Regions from separate parts of the Arachis hypogaea genome. Here region 1 is linked to region 2. The links are chromatin contacts, called in public Hi-C maps. All regions are on one chromosome and are shown on one strand. Each heading gives the region's core, a stretch centred on a gene start, on an enhancer-like site or on the middle of the called end of the contact. The rest is flanking DNA. Distances are from core to core; before and after follow the strand shown. Region 1 holds the start of LOC112695937 (amino acid transporter AVT1A). Region 2 has its middle 3.3 kb from the start of TRNAK-UUU.

Region 1 (3,475 bases), core at 888-3,387, 46 kb after region 2:
TAATCAAGAACTCTCCTAAGTGATTTAAATGTGTTTAGGTACTCACTGTTTCTACAATTGTGTCCCAAAAACTACCAAAGAGATATCATCACTCTATTCCGCCACAGCTGGGGAAATTGAAAAGCATCAACTGATTTTTAGAGATTTGATGTAATTTAATGTTCTAACGTATGAGTAGTATTATTTCGATCTTTTTTTTTGCTTTTTAAGGGCAAAATTTGATCATATGTCATCATATACATTTCCAAAATTTTCCATCAGATTCAGAATCACTTAATTTAAAGATCAGTTCTATATAGATGTCAACAAAAAATATTTGGTAACCAAAAAGAATTAATTAAAAAACGGTCATAACAATTAACAATTAATGAATGCTAAATTAAATGAATGTAAAATAAGATAAGTTTTAGTACTCTTTAATTTTTCAGTACTCTTTAATTTAGTATTATTTTAGACTATAAAATTTTCATTATTTATGGCTTTATTGTTATTTATAATTAATTTTTTATAGGATCATAATTTATATTATACAAAATTTAGATAATAAACGTAGTATATAATAATTACAATTACAAATTTTATAAAGTCGGAATAAAAAATAAAAAAATTAATATGAAACAAAAATAGAGTACATCTAAGAAATAATAAAAATTTCATAAAATCAACAACATATATCATATAAACAAAAAATACAATAAAAATAAATAAAATTCGTATGAATAAAATTAAATAAAAAAATAAAAAAAATTCATACACAACATAAATACAATGCAATAAAGGATAGAAAAAAAGAAAAATTTATCTGAACAAAAAATAATAAAAGTATCATAAAAAAGTTAACAACATTTGTCATATGAATAAAAAAATACAATAAAATAAATAAAAAATCATATGAACAAAACCAAAAAAAAATACAAAAAAGATTTCATAAAAAATATACAAATAAAAAATAATATAGTAAATGATAAAAAAATTCATAAAAACATAACATGAGAAATCAGAACATTACAGAAATAATATAAAAATATTTATCATATAAATAAAAAATATAATAAAAAATATAAAAAATATAATAAAAAACACAAAATTAAAATATGAAAATAAGTACTACAAATAATAAAAAAAATTAAAATATTCAATTTGCTAGTGATTAAAATAAATCTAAACTATTTTAATAAAAAAAAGAAGAATTAGAATGAACAAAGTAGGAAGAACTACAAAAAATTACTGTGAAGGTAATAGTTACTGATATTTTTTTTCTAAAAAAAAATAAATGGTAGAATTAGTAAAAAAAAATAAATTTTTCACTTAATTTTTCAAGGATAATAAGCAACATGAACTCTGCGTTCAGAAAGATAAAAATAGCCAAATATAAAAGTAAAATTTTTAAGAAGCTCAAACATACTTCCCTTCCCTAACGTATTTGTCAAACACACTCTTTTTCTACCTTCCTAACACTACCGCAAATCAATTATGCATAATTAATTGTAACTAGAATCAATTCTAAGAAAGGAAAAGCAAACAGGAAACAAAAATGGCAGTGAAGAAGAAAAAGAATGTCCGTACTTGTAACTTTGAGGCCATTGGCGAGAAGAGAAAGACTCAGGCGGATCTAGCTTATCTTCATTGTCACTACCACTGTCGTAGTTGACGGTTTCAATGTCTTCGTCTTCGTTATCATAATTCAACGAAATCTGAGATCGAGAGCCTCTCACCATTACTGCTACCGCACTCTGATCTCTGAGTTGATTTGAACTACTCAAACCTGAAACAAACAAATAAATCAAAGAAACTCTATCTTTTTGAACGAGATCCAGATGAATGACATGGCGGTATGGGAGTGAGTGCGCGCGCTCTGAAAATTAATTAAGAAAAATCCAAAACATGAATAATTTTGTGAGGGTTTAGATGAAAGGAACGGTGAGGATTGGGTTTGAATGCGTAACGCATGCATTGGAAAGCGGCGTGTGTAAGAACGAAAGAGGTCAGTAGTACGTAGCCAGTGCTCGACAATTGTAAGCTTCTCTTCTCACACTTTCAATCCGTGAAATATGGGACCACTCATCATTTGCTTAGTGTCCTCTACGAACCTTGCTCAATAATAATTCTCATTATTTTAAACGGATTTGAATTTCATTAGTTTGTCTTCCATTGGGTAGATACTAATAATTAAAAAAATACAAATTTTATTAATCAATGACAACTATTTAACACGCAATTCTATCTGATTGTGACTTGTTGATGATTCAGCATGCAACATGTTGAGGTGGCGCTGATGATGCAATTTCGATAGGCATGGGCTAAATCATTTTTAAATATTTTTAATTTCTTATCTATTTCCTTCTTAAATTGAACAAAATTAATTACTTCATTCAAATCAATTAATAGTTAGGTATTGTCATCTTAATTTCAACTATGCGAAGACTTTGTTGGATAAAATTTTTACTTTTTAATGTTGGAATAAATCAATTTTAATAATGTAGATCATTTATATTGAATCACAAAAAATATTATAGTGTAGAAGCGTACCTTTTACTTATAGAAATCAAGAACTGATGGAAAAATTTGGATCTTGTGGTTCTTTTGATCTTCGTCAACCAAAACCTTCTATATCTCTAAGCGGCTAAATTATGACTCTTCTATGGAAAAAGAGCAACAAAGGCGGCTTTGGTATCTTAGGGATCTAAATCCTGAAGGCCTATTTATATTTGAGCATGGCACCCATTAAACTCTAAAACCGAAATAAAATAGTATCTAAAGTCCAAAAGATAATATATCTAAAATCCAAAAGATAATTATCTAAGGAACAAAAGATAATATATTCTAAATCAAAAGTAATAATGATTTATTCAATTTAGCATTTATAACAATAAATAAGATCATCATTATAGAAGTCATTTAATTTAAAATAGCTTAATTTGTGATTATAATCAATGTATGTATTACCCACAAATAAATTAAAAAATTAAATAATATCCTAGCATTTAAAAGAAGGTTTTAAAAGTTAGTTTTTAAAAGGAAATTAAAAAAATTAAAAATTATTAAAATTTATTGTTTTTTATTTTTATCTGATAATTAATATTTAAAAGTATAGAATAAAGTATATTATTAGATTTGAGTGATGGTTAAATAATAATAAAAATAATTAATTTTAGTGATTTTTTAATATTTTTTTAAATTATAGTATTTATATTTAGTAAATTAAATAAAAATGACTTTTAATAAATACAAATAACAATAAACATGTTTAGTAAAATAATTTTTAAAATTTAAAAATATTATTATAGATATTAATATAAAAATTAAATTTAAATATTAATTAATATATAAAATTATATTAGACTTTTTAATTTTGATGAGCATAAACTAATTTTAAAAAATTCTCCTTTAGGTATTTTCAAAAGCACTCTTAATTTTTAAAAACTACAAATATAAATACACAAATTTTTTAATTTACCAAATACAAAACGAGATG
Region 2 (3,815 bases), core at 1,001-3,500:
ATTGGAGTAACAACTAAGAATTATAATTTAGAGTATGATAGTCTATAGTCTATACGTACGTACTAAAGTACATGAATTTCATGATCATATTCATAATTATTTCATACTACCATAAAGTTACGTTAAGGACAGGGAAAAAACTGACAAAAAAGGTTCACCTAAAATTTGAGTACGATTCAAATGTTATAGGTATTGGATTTTAGATTGAACTTTTTTTTTCCCGAACATCTTTTATAGTTTGAACTTTGAAGAGTCCATCCCAATAAAGTTCAATGTAGAACTATAACGAGTAGCCGATATCTAATTTATATTTACTATAGTTTTATACGATATTATGTTATATAAACAAACAAACAAATAAAAGAGTAAGGCCACGATTAGATCTTTAAGAATTTTGATTTTAAATTAATTAATCTTAAAAAAAATTAATTTAGTCTTTTATGATAATAAATATTGGATATATATGTCTTTTTTTTAATAGATAGTGCAAAATGAAATAGAGTTATCTAATATTCATATATGTATTTTGTTATTTACAGTAGTGTGTATTTTGTTGTTGCCACATGAGATAAAAATTAAATAATATAATTTTGGACAGTGAAACATTTATTATATTTTAAGTTTTTATATAATATTTATCAAGTTGTTTTATCAATTTTTAACAAATCGATAGTGATTCGATTAATGGTCTAAGAACGAAACCTACTCCTCTTTTATGAGTACCAGTTTTTTCTATAAGTGCATCAAAGGTCCTTGAATTAAATAAGTATTAAAATAGAATTGAGTTCGAAAAGTGCAAAGAACTTAAAAAGTGCAAAATAAAGATTTCGAAAAGTAAAGTCGATTGAAATCGAAAATGGTTTGCATTGAATTGTAAATAAAGCAATTAAAATGTCTCCAACTATGTGAAAGGACTTTCAACATGTAAAGTAAAAGTATTTGAAATATAAGATTGACAATGAAATTAAAGTTGCTCGAAAAGTAAATTGAATACGAAAAGTAAAGTTTTGCAAGAATTATAAATGGAAAATAAAAATAAGTTGAAGGAACCCTACATAAATTTGACTTGAAGCAGACTCAGACAGTCGCTGGAATGTGAGTGTGCGTGAGTAATTTATGAAGTAAAGTTTCAATCCCGATTTCCTAAGACCTACTAATATTTATAACTCACTTCTATAACCGATCATTAATTGCATGATATTGCCTTGCGTGCGTATTTCTGGGTAACCGTTTCCGCTCTTTTGCCCATGAGCGTTATCAACGAATTCATAACTCAGAAAAAGCTTTCGAAATCCCTACTCTTATGACATGACATGTCTACTGTTTATTATCGCAGATGACCAAATTAGTATTTTTTTAATAACTAATTAGTTCGATGATGTCGAAATTTTTAGAAATCTAATTGTCATTTTACTCTAAATAAAAAAAATATTAAACGCTAACATTTTTCTTTAATATTAGTTAATATTTTAGTTCAATACCTTATTTTTATATTATTATAATTTAAAATTTAAGGTTTAATCTGTAATATTTAAAATTTATTAAATATTAACATAAAAATGATAAATAAATGATGGCAGAAAAGTAAGAAAATGACAAAAGAAAAAAGTCGCCTGGATAAAGTATATCATATTTGTGTTTTAGCACATAGCTTTATTGGCATCCACTTCATTTTTTTTTTCAATTTTGAGTGAGCACACTCACTTCATCTTTTAAAAATTTTTAATTTGAGAAAATCTTGCAAGTTGGTATTGTAAAATTAGTATTGCAGTTAACATTTAGCGTAAGAAAAAAAAAATATATAAAACTCTTAAAAATAAGAACATATAAAATTTAAATTAAAAGAAATATTCGAAATCCAAACTTAGCAAAAGGTAATTTTTAATGGACTTCATATGAGACTTACTTGGTAACTTGCTATAGTATTGACTGAAATTAGTTACTATAGTATTAGGTCCCTATCATTAGTCTTTCAAATTAGGTACTTATACCTCCTTATTTATTTATAGTTGTCACATGCATTTGTGAAAGCCTTTTTTTTTTGGTTTAATTGGAGCAAGACTTGGAGGTAATTTACTCTTTTCTTAGGGTTTTGGTTAAGAGCTTAGGCCTTAATTATTTTTTGTGACAATTTTTAGGCCTTAAATTCGTGGCACAAAATGTTTTAGGTTTCCCTGTTTCAGATTTGTTTCTTCGGCCCATTAATATTGGGCCTACATGTAAGCCCTGCTTTGTTCGAGTCTCATAATTATTAAGATGTGTTAATACATTTAACATAAACTTACCAGACCCATGACCAAAAATAACTTACCAGACCAACCTAAACCAGAAAAAACCGTAACAGATCAACACAAAATATAACCCATTACCAGAAATACTTGCATCCTCTGTGAATATCTATAATCCATAACTATGCATAAATTAACCCTCAACACAGATGGATATCCGCAAAATGGGAAAGCTGGATCTGGTGGAGTCTTAGAAATGAGAATGGAAATTGGTAGGAGGCTTTTCATACAGTATTGGTAATTGTACAGCTTTCAATGCTGAGATTTGGGTATATATCAATTATATATTACTAATTTTACAATTAAAATGTGTTACATGTTATTTTTTATTGTAATTAAAATTAAATATTTTCTCCAAAATTAAAGATTTTTACCCCTTTCGCTACTAATTTTACAATCAAAATATGTCATATGTTATTCCTCGTTGTAATTAAAATCAAATATTTCCCTCTAAAATTAAAGAATTCTTTCCTTCTCTTACTAATTTTACAACTAAAATATATTACTTGTTATTCTCTTGTTACAATTGCAATCAAATCTTTTCCTCTAAAATTAAAGAATGATCCCCTCATCCCTCTCCCTTTCTCTATCCCTCTCATTCCTTCAACCACACTATTTCTTTTATATATCATTATTAGGACTGACAATATATACTATACCCGCGGGTATTCAACCCGTTCGGGTAGGGTTGTCTACCCTATCCGTTGCGGGTAGGGTAGGGTACGGGTTTAGGGTATACCTACCCTACCCTACTCGTACCCTTAATATATTATATAATATATATGTAAAAGTTATGTATGTAGTGAACAAAGTGAGTCTTGTACTTACAATCTTCTTCAAAATAAAAACTTGAAATAATCACTAGTTGATGCATATTATTTGTAATTTTAAGTTGGATTTCTTTAAAATTGTATTGTTTTTATTTTTAATTTGAACTTAGTTTTTTATTTTCTATTTTATTAATATGTATGAAATTTGGAATGGTTAAATTTTATATTTATTTAAAATTTCTTTTTGTTTTTGCGGGTAGGGTCGGGTAGGGTTGGGTTTAGAGATTTAGGGTGTGGGTAGGGTTAGGGTCGAGAGATTCTCAACTCGCGGGTAGAGTAAGGTAGAGTTTTAAGAAAGTTTTCAATAAACCCTACCCTACCCTACCCATTGCCAGCCCTAATCATTATCAATGTTTAATTACAAATTTAACAATAAAAATATACAACATGACATTCTTTAATTTTATTAAAATTAAAATTGAAATTAAAATATAGCTATATTATATATTATATTATATATTATTATCTAATTTAATAACCAAATGTCTTACATAACATTCTCTTATTAAAATTGAGAGGAAATATTTTTCTCCAAAATTAATAAATTTTTTTCTTAAATTCTTTCATCTATTTCTCTCTTTTTTTATTTCTCTTTACTCTTTCCACTCTATATATAATTTATATTTTATATTAGTAATTTAAAAAATCAAAATATGTCACCCGATTTTTTTATTATAATTATAATAATTTTTTTTAA

What was found. A called contact is a pair of places that touch in the nucleus more often than the background predicts.
Region 1: a contact with region 2 is called in a Hi-C map of leaf, with 2.7 times the contacts expected there. The contact joins the promoter of LOC112695937 here to the enhancer-like site in region 2. A contact is called at or near these places in 2 of 8 Hi-C or Micro-C datasets (leaf and an unstated tissue).

What each region holds. Positions count from the first base shown.
Region 1 is chr6:10,294,306-10,297,780 of arahy.Tifrunner.gnm2.J5K5, forward strand. LOC112695937 (amino acid transporter AVT1A) reads right to left here and starts at 2,138. Exons shown (of 12, transcript XM_029287433.2): 1 at 1,567-2,138. The coding sequence starts at 1,718.
Region 2 is chr6:10,248,546-10,252,360 of arahy.Tifrunner.gnm2.J5K5, forward strand. No RefSeq gene overlaps it. Among protein-coding and RNA genes, the nearest start is that of TRNAK-UUU, 3.3 kb to the right of the region's middle. Within about 2 kb of position 2,251, at least 3 of the 3 cell types and tissues checked have open chromatin away from gene starts, as enhancers often do.